2 separate regions of the Hordeum vulgare genome follow, and region 1 is linked to region 2. The links are chromatin contacts, called in public Hi-C maps. All regions are on one chromosome and are shown on one strand. Each heading gives the region's core, a stretch centred on a gene start, on an enhancer-like site or on the middle of the called end of the contact. The rest is flanking DNA. Distances are from core to core; before and after follow the strand shown.

Evidence for each region. Hi-C and Micro-C count contacts between places; a contact is called where the count stands out from the background.
Region 1: a Hi-C map of seedling shows a contact between it and region 2, with 2.5 times the contacts expected there. The contact joins the enhancer-like site here to the promoter of LOC123427854 in region 2. A contact is called at or near these places in 5 of 6 Hi-C or Micro-C datasets (leaf, seedling and an unstated tissue).

The regions. Positions count from the first base shown.
Region 1 is chr2H:615,486,281-615,490,774 of MorexV3_pseudomolecules_assembly, reverse strand. No RefSeq gene overlaps it. Among protein-coding and RNA genes, the nearest start is that of LOC123428771, 16 kb to the left of the region's middle. Within about 2 kb of position 1,269, at least 2 of the 3 cell types and tissues checked have open chromatin away from gene starts, as enhancers often do. A contact at or near this core is called in seedling, where this site is marked.
Region 2 is chr2H:615,452,589-615,456,827 of MorexV3_pseudomolecules_assembly, reverse strand. LOC123427854 (protein S-acyltransferase 21-like) reads left to right here and starts at 1,385. Exons shown (of 10, transcript XM_045111989.1): 1 at 1,385-1,751; 2 at 3,583-3,696; 3 at 3,789-3,891; 4 at 3,973-4,163. The coding sequence starts at 1,707.

The DNA of each region.
Region 1 (4,494 bases), core at 20-2,519, 34 kb before region 2:
ATTTCATGGCGGCGATGATGGTACGCATCAAGATGGCCTCCATTTTATGAAGGCAATTACGAGCTCACAAAGGTTAAAGAAGGCATGATCGCAGCACAACTGCCGTTGCCGTGCTCATTGAACCAACACACCCGTTGGCCCACTCTACTGCCCAGCCATCACTTGAAAAATCCGTTCGGTTTGCCCGTGGCAGCGAGCTGTCCACAGGCTATATGTATAGCTATAACAGCTATACATGTACAGAGTACCCTATACTTATTACTCTGTGAGAGAGTACTGCTACTGGCTAGTTGTGATACTACCATTGTTCTAGTAGTAGATCGCTGGACCATGCATGGCCATGGGCAGAGAAACACTACACTAGCAACACACATTCATGACTCGTAACGTGACGTGACTCTCCAATCGGTGCTGTACTTGCACGACACGGGCTGTACACCCCGATTCCTTGTTACGCTCCTGCGTTACAAAACTGATTGAAGAAGAGGCCAGGCCAGGAGATCTCGATCCAAAAAGAAAGCAAAAGAAGAAGCACAACTCTGGATCTAAAACGGGCCGAAGAATGACAAAATCCCAATGTCGGGTTGTCTTGGGAAGCGCCACATGCCAATGCCATCTCCACCGGTGCGCCATCCATCCATCCATCATCCCTTGCATTCCGTGTATGGTAGGAAACGAGAGCGGCCGAATCCGTTCACATGCGATGCGCGCGCCACTAGTTTATACATCGAAATATTCTCCTCCTTATTGATCTCTTGCTTGACGCAGCAGCAGGTATTCCCGAACGCCAGGCGAGAAGGGGAGCAGGTGCGTGTACAGGAACCACCAGCATACGTTTATACACTGGTGTATGCATGCTATCTGCTACTCCCTCCCTCCGTTCGTAAATATAAGTCTTTTTAGAGGTTCAATTAATGGACTACATACAGATGTATATAAACATACTTTAGAATATATATTCATTCATTTTATTACGTATGTAGACATCTAGTGAAATATCTTAAAAGACTTATATTTAGGTACGGAGGGAGTAGGTTTTTTATTTTATTTTTTGCGATCCATGCCATCTGCTAGGTGGGTCGGCCATAATTTGCATGCCATGTATGTATATACCTGCACAGTGACTGCATTACATCCGGTGGTTGTGTGTGTGCGGCGTACGTGCGTTTTGTCGTGGGCGATGCGATGTGATGCATTATTATACCATCATCACGTCGCTGCAAATCCCAACCAACCTACGTCCGGCCCCATCCATGTGATGTGATCGCTCCAGTGGCGCGTTCGCTAGGGGACAGCACAGAAACAAAGGTCCACCATGGAGCAGAGCACGAGTATTTGTAATTAGTACTGTATTTTTTTGTATACTCTTCTTTCATCTGGACTGGCTGTTGTCTGGTCTGCACGGCATCGTGCGAAAAGGCCATGGACATGGTGTTATTTTAATCTCCTGCTGCAATGCAGTTATGCAGATCAGTGTCCCCGTGACCATGCTAGAGAGCTACTAGAATACAATCTTCGCCATCCAGGAGATGCCATTGGGCGGGCATCAGGGAAGGACGAGGCGCGTAAGGCTCGAGTAATTAAGATTCACGGTATGTCTAGCTTGGGACTAGCCTGGTACTGTATCGCAACCGGCAAGTGTTGTGCCGCCCGTAGAGTGGCAGTGGTAGCTGTGGCTGTGTGAAGATCTTGAGACGCATAGCGACTGTGAGCCACTAGGGACTACGGACATCTGCAGTAACGTTTTCGAGGATTTGAACTGATGCTGGGTAGGTATGTGGACAGGTTTCTGTTTATTTTTTATGCATTTTGCTCCGACTTGCTTGCGGCAACCACCCCGACCTATGTGTTCGGCCGGCGTACAAGAGTCGGCCGAATTGCAAAAAATAAGGTTCAAGAGCAACAACAAAATTCTTGTGGAATTCTTGAAAAATATAAGAATTCTGATGGAGATCTATAAGAATGGTCTTGTACAATGTAAGGTGCTCAGGGAAGGTGCTTAGACAAATAAATTAAATTAATTGGTCATGAATTTAATTTGATGAAGGATGAGCATAACATAAATTCTTGTTCTTCCTTCTTCCAAGAGATTTCAATTCTTCTTTCGGAGGGCTCATGATATCAATTCTTTTCTCAAGTGCCTATATTTCTTTTTCGGAGTTCCAAGTTCTTTTAAGTATCTCTTTGTGAGGCTTGATCTAAATCTTGGCAAGGTCATAATCTTATTCTTCCTCCCTTCATATCGTTGCATCATTCATTTGTATACGGTGGTCCTTCATGGTGGTTCATCAAGATTTCAATTCATTCTCAAGTCTTCATCAAGATTCTTGTTGAAGAACCTCAAGTATCCTTTCTCTTGCATTTATATGTGCAATTGTTCTTCCTTTATCCTTTGAGGTGGTGTTATAGCATTCTTGTTAGTGCAGGAGCCTCGAAGAGATTTCCTTTCAGGAATGAGATAATTAAACCCACCAATTCTATGATCATGAGATATTTGCAACCCATGATTTCTTCATTGAGCTATCTTGGTTTGGATTTCACCTAAAGCTTTTTCTATGGATTGTTGCTATCATGGTGCTTGTCATTAATCCAAGTTCTCAATGTATCCTCTTGGTGTAAGAAATTGTTCATCTCTTGTTTCCCTAAGTCAATCATTGTTTCTGTTAGTGGCTGGTTGTCACTTCATTAGTTTGAAAAGGTTTCCATAAGCCCACTACTATCTTGTTCTTTTCGTTGTTGTTTTTCCAACAACTCCGTCCAATTCTTCTTGCAAGGATGCTTGCCAAGTTCATTGGAGTTAGTAGTTGTCATTCTTTTCTTCGTTCTCTTCTTCCGTATGAGCTAGTTCATATTCTCTTGTTCCGGAGGCATTGTGATGTTGCTCTTTTGGGTCTATTTTGTTGTTCTATCAAGATCATGGTGTTCCCTTGCTCTATTTAGTGTTTGCTATGAATATTGTCTATTTCTTCTACCTTTTCGATTTTTTTGTCCCATTTTCCTACCGAAGTGCTGCCAAAATTTTCCGTGAATTATTGTTTGTTTCTCATATCATTCCTCGTCGCTTTGCAACCTTCAAGGATCGTTGGTTTCACTCGTTTGTCAAAGAAGCGACTAAGTTTTACCTCTTGTTTTCTCATCCTCTTCCCCTTTCATTCTTGGATCTCGGGGCGAGATCCTCTTGTAGTGTAGGAGAGTTGTGACAGCCCGAGACCGACGTTCCAGAAGATCCCCCTTTATTCCGTTTTCGTCGTGTGTCTATTTTTTTGTCGCATCATCATCGCATCATGCGCATCATCAACATTGCATCGGCATCCCGTTGCCGCCAGTTTTAGAAACTTGCATTCGTTAGTAGTTGTCGGTTCTCGTCGTTGTCCGCTCTGAGCCCGACCGCACACGCACGCGCCCGCGGCACCGTCGAATCCATGTTTTAAAAGTGTCTTGAAAACTTTCTCTTATCGGGGTGAAACTTGGCATGCGGTCGTAATTAGTTATAGCTAGACCATCTGTCGAATTTCGTCGCGATCGGAGTTCGTCTGGTACCCGAACGGTCGATCGTAGCGGCACCGTATTCGGTCTACCGTCGGACGTCTGTCGGTGTTTTAAAAATCGTTGCCGCGCTGCCCGTTCTCCCTCTCGTCTCCGGATATCCACTCTACACGGCCTCGTAACCGTTCCCGTGTTCGGAATTGCCCGAATCCGACCGCATGGTTGGATCCGGAACAAAATTCCGGCTAACCTAGCCCCCCCATTTGTCTATATATATACCCCCTCCTATTTTTTAGGTAGCCAACCCCCTCTCTCCTCGAAATCCGCGCCCCCATCAAACCCTAGCAGCTCCCTCTCTCTCCTCTCAGATCTGTTCTAACCCTCCATCGATCTCGACCGTCGGATCGAAGATCCAACGGCCGAAGCCCCTCCTGCTTCCTCCCTCAGATCTCCGTGAGCTCCCCTGCCCGAGCCAGCACCTCCCGTGCGCTGCAGCGGCTCCCGAGCCCCGCTCCCGAGCACCAGCCGCCGCCGCTCCTCGCGAGCCACCCTGTGCCTCCCGCCGGCAAGCTGCACCAGGCCGCCCTACCTTCCCCGCCGCCGGTCTCTGCCAGGAACGAGCCGCCCCTTCCACCGGGAACGGATCCCCAGGTCCGGATCCGCCCTTGGCCGCCGGGATCCGGCCTCCCCTTGCCCCCGCCGTCGGGATCTGGCCTCCCCTTGGCCGCCTGTTCCCTGTTGCTGCGCCGCCTCCTGTCGTGCCGTTCTGCCCTCGCCCCGAGCCAGGGAAAGGGAGAACAACGAGGCCAGCAGGCCCCGCCCTACGCGATGACCTACACGAGGCCCAGCGCCAGCGGCTGCCACGAGATGATAGGCTGAGCCGCGGCCCAAGCCTCTGCCCGAGGCCACCCCGTCGCGGCCCAGTCTGCCAGCCGGCCCAGGCCGTGACCGACCCCAAGCCCCGTGCACCAGGCCGGCCCAAGTGGAGCCCCTCGTCTAGGCCCGTTA
Region 2 (4,239 bases), core at 136-2,635:
CTCCAAGGACCACCCCTGTCAAATCCGATTCAACTAAAGTAGGAGAAACAAACACCCGTCAGCCATCTTTATGCAACTAGTTGCATGTTAGTCGATGGAACCGGTCTCTCGTAAGCGTATGAGTAACGTTGGTCCGGGCCTCTTCATCCAACAATACTGCCGAATCAAGAAAAGACTAAGGAGGGCATCAATCTGAATATCAGCGCCCACAAACTCCTTTATGTTCTACTCGAGATGTCATCTACGCATAGACCTAGCTCTGATGCCACTGTTGGGGAACGTTGCATGGGAAACACAAATTTTCCTACACACACATAAGATCTATCCATGGTTGTGACCATCTACGAGAGGAGAGATCGGATCCACACATAATAGAATCATATGATCATCCCTCAACCCACGATAAAGAATCACTCCAAAGTTTCTATTAGCGGAGAACATAAGAAGAAGTTATTGTAGACAGCAAACCACCTCAAAGTTATCCTTTTTCGACCAATCCATTGAGCCATTTCTATAAGTGTCACAAACAACCCTAGAGTTCGTACTAGAACAACACCCGTGATACATGTCAATCAACCCTAATGTCACCTAGATACTTCAATGTCACCTCAAGTATCTGTGGGTTAGTTATTCGATATGCATCGAATAAATTCATCATATTCAATCCAACACAAAGAACTTCAAAGAGTACCTAAGATTTCTATGAGAGAAAGCAGGACACGAACGTGTATCAACCCCTATGCATAGATTACCGCATTGTCACCGCGGGAATCCACAAGTTGAGTATCAAAAAGTATATCAAGTGAATCAATAGAACACTCCATTGTCACCATGGTTATCGACATGCAAGACATACATCAAATGATCAAAATTCAATATTCAATCCGACATAACAAAGTATCAAAGGAAAAAATTCAATTCATCACATCAAGATAGCAAGGGACAAACACCATATGATCGAAATGTATTAACAAAGCCCATGATACATCAAGATCGTAACATCTCAAGAACACGAGAGAAAAAGAGATCAAACACATAGCTAATGGTACATACTGTGAGCCCCGAGGATGAACTACTCCCTCCTCATCATGAAGACCGTCGGGATGATGAAGACGGCCTACAGTGATGATTGACCCCTCCGGTAGGATACCGAAAAGGGCTTCGAATGAGATTTCTTCTACCGAAATAGTTGCGACGGCGGAGGCAAAATTTCTAGGTTAACTTTGAGAGGGGATCCTAACCGTTGGATCGAAATCAAGGGGAAAAGTGACCATGGGCCAAACAAAAAGTAACTCATGTCACTGGGCGGCCCACTTCCTAGTCACTACTGTAGTTTGGAAGGAAAGAAAATAGTATTTTCAGTCCACGCAGCAGTGGACGACGCAGGCAAAAGAGAATCCGAGAGACCGAGACCGCCCGGCGCCCCCTCCCTCTCTGGGAGAGTAAAAAATCCACTACAGCCGTCGCCAGTCGCCACGCACACCCACTTCACCACGCCTTCCTTCCTCCCCCTCTCTCTTCCCCCCGGCGCAGCGCAGGCTCGTACGAACACGCCGAGAGGTGCCGTACCGTACGGGGCGCTAGGGTTTACTCCGGGCGGCCCAGGATCTCGCGCCCTCCCAATGCAGTCGCCGCCGCCGCCGCCGCAACCGCCGCGTCGCTGATCCCGTGGCCGCTCCCTCCTCCCCCGCCGCGGCGGCGCCGCCATGGCGCGGCGTCACGGGTGGCAGCTCCCCGCCCACACCCTGCAGGTCCGTTCGCCTTCCTCCTCCCCTCGCGCCTCTCCGCGCCTGGACGCGCAATGTGCCTTCGGATCTCTCCGTCGCGGAACGGGAATTTTTCTCTGCTCCGGTGCTCCGGAGGCCGAGAGCCGCGCGTTGCGGTTTCGCCGTTGCGGGCGTTTGAAAGTATCCTGCTGCTGTGCCTGCGCGATGCCGTGTTTAGGTTAGAGCACGAGTGGTAGACTACTGACCGCGCGTTGTTCGTTTTGATCTGATGTGTTCCCTTGTCATCTGGAGCAGCAGTATTATTATTATTTCGTAGTTATGCGTGTCTGATGTGATGGACTGCCTTTACCTGCATTTGTTTGGGTGCTACTGCGCGACTTTACTCTGTACTGTGTATGCTGGCCGTTTCTGCTGCTCCGACGCGAAGTAGTACATGGATTTGATTTTCTTGGGTTCCCTTGATGCCGTGTTTAAACCGAATTTGGTGCGGTGCTTCGTTTTGATCTCGTGCCCTATGATGCGAGTATGCTTCTGCTCTGATCTGGCATTTTTCTCCTCGGGCAATCAAACTGTTGCTTTTTGTTGGTTTCCTCTTGGTCTCTTCTGTTCTTTGTCTTCGATGTGACGGGGGGATTCTGGCCTTGAGTTTTGGAGTTGGAGTTTCGTGGTTTTGGCCGCCCCCGCCAACTCTGTTTGTTTTCTTGTCTCTTCCCTGTTTGCACTACCAACTCGCTTTAATTGGTTTTACAATTGTTCCAGGTTAACTACGAACTGTGTGATTCCTGTTATTCAATGTGGATTTTTTTTAGTTTGCTTAGTCCTTTGTGTGCTGTCAGCGTGCTATGAGTGCATTGGTGTTCAAAATTACGGGAGTTTCAGTTCGATGGCGTTCACCTTGCTGTACTGGATTGACACAGTATCCCAGCTTAATTATATCCTGGTCCTGGATAAACACATTGCATCGGTGGGGGAAGTGGTCTATCAGTTTAAAAGTGTGAGCTGTTCATGAGAGCATAGTATTCAAACTGAATTAGTGAGTATTTCAGGACTAACAGTTTGATATTTCCAACTGGTTTTTGGCTGGTGACCTGAGTTCTGGAAGGACACGCGTTTCATCTATGCACCTGGTCCTATCAAGCATATCCTCTCTTTACTTGAGAAAATACAGTTACTAATGGCTCTCTGGTACATGTACAGACGAAACCACCCTGTTTACCACTTTACCTTCATCTGAACTGATCGTCTTACCTCTCCTTCCTCATTAATTTAAAGATGGTAGTTTAAAAGATCAAGCAAATAGGCAAAGGCTTTTTTATCTTTGGTCTTGTACTTTACAAGAGATCTTCCATATCTGAGCAAGCCTGGTTAGCTGGTTATCTTGTGTAAATAATTAAAAAAATTACATGTTAATTTGACGGTTTTATGCACTTCAAATGCTTATTGTTTATGACAAACCTAGGATTAGGAGTCCTTAGTTCGCTTTCAGTTTTTTGTGGAGGTTTTGGTCTTGCTTTTCTGCTCAAGTTCTGGCGTCTAGGTTGGATTTACACTTCCTTCTATGCTGCTGTCACTGCAAGCTGCAAGCTGTTTGATTTTTTATAACAAGTACACTCCGTCTTGACTCCCCAGGTCATTACTCATAACTCAGATTAAAGCTGACGCTAGCTACTGGCTCCTCCCTGAGCTGTTTTTGTTTTGTCTAGTTTTAGCCCTAGTGGTGTTTGTCAGTGCTTGGTTCAGGTTATGTTTGGTTGGTTGTGACTTGTATTTTCTTGTCAGCTGTTCGGTCGATGGTTTGATATACTGAACGCTCTTTCTTCTTCTATAAACTTTGAATGGTGATTTTTTTTGGCAGGTGGTTGCTATAACAGTGTTCTTCCTGCTGTGTATAGCATTCTATGCTTTCTTGTCTCCGTTTCTTGGGAAGAACTTGTATCAGTATATTGCAATCGGTGTTTATAGTTTCCTGGTAAGGTTCCACTTCCTCTATTTTCATGCATGGATCGGATCCTGGAGTATATTTCATTTAATATGCCTCTGGTATCTGTTTCTTTTTATCAGGCCTTATCGGTACTGATTCTATACGCTAGATGTACTGCTATTGATCCTGCTGACCCTGGCATCCTGATTACCGTCAATGGTGCACTAATCTATAAATCAGAAGGTATGTCCTGATACCTGATTAAACTGCTATTGAAGTTTGAGTGCTAATGCAGCATATCATTTTGATTAAAAGCAAATGTAGACACTCAAGCAGAAGCGGGCAAATCAGAATTGGGAGCCAATGAGGAAATCCGAAAGCATAGATCATGTTTAGGAACTGGTTGTTTTTGTTGTGCTATTTTTAAGAAAGAGGATTGTCGCAATGAAGATGAAGCTTACCAGCAAGAAAATTATGGTGAGGAGGCACTCTTTTGCACCCTTTGCAACACAGAGGTACTTACACTCAGCTCCAACCCTATTCAGCAAGCAGACTATGGCCCTGTTTGGAATAGTGTGTTTTTTTGGAATC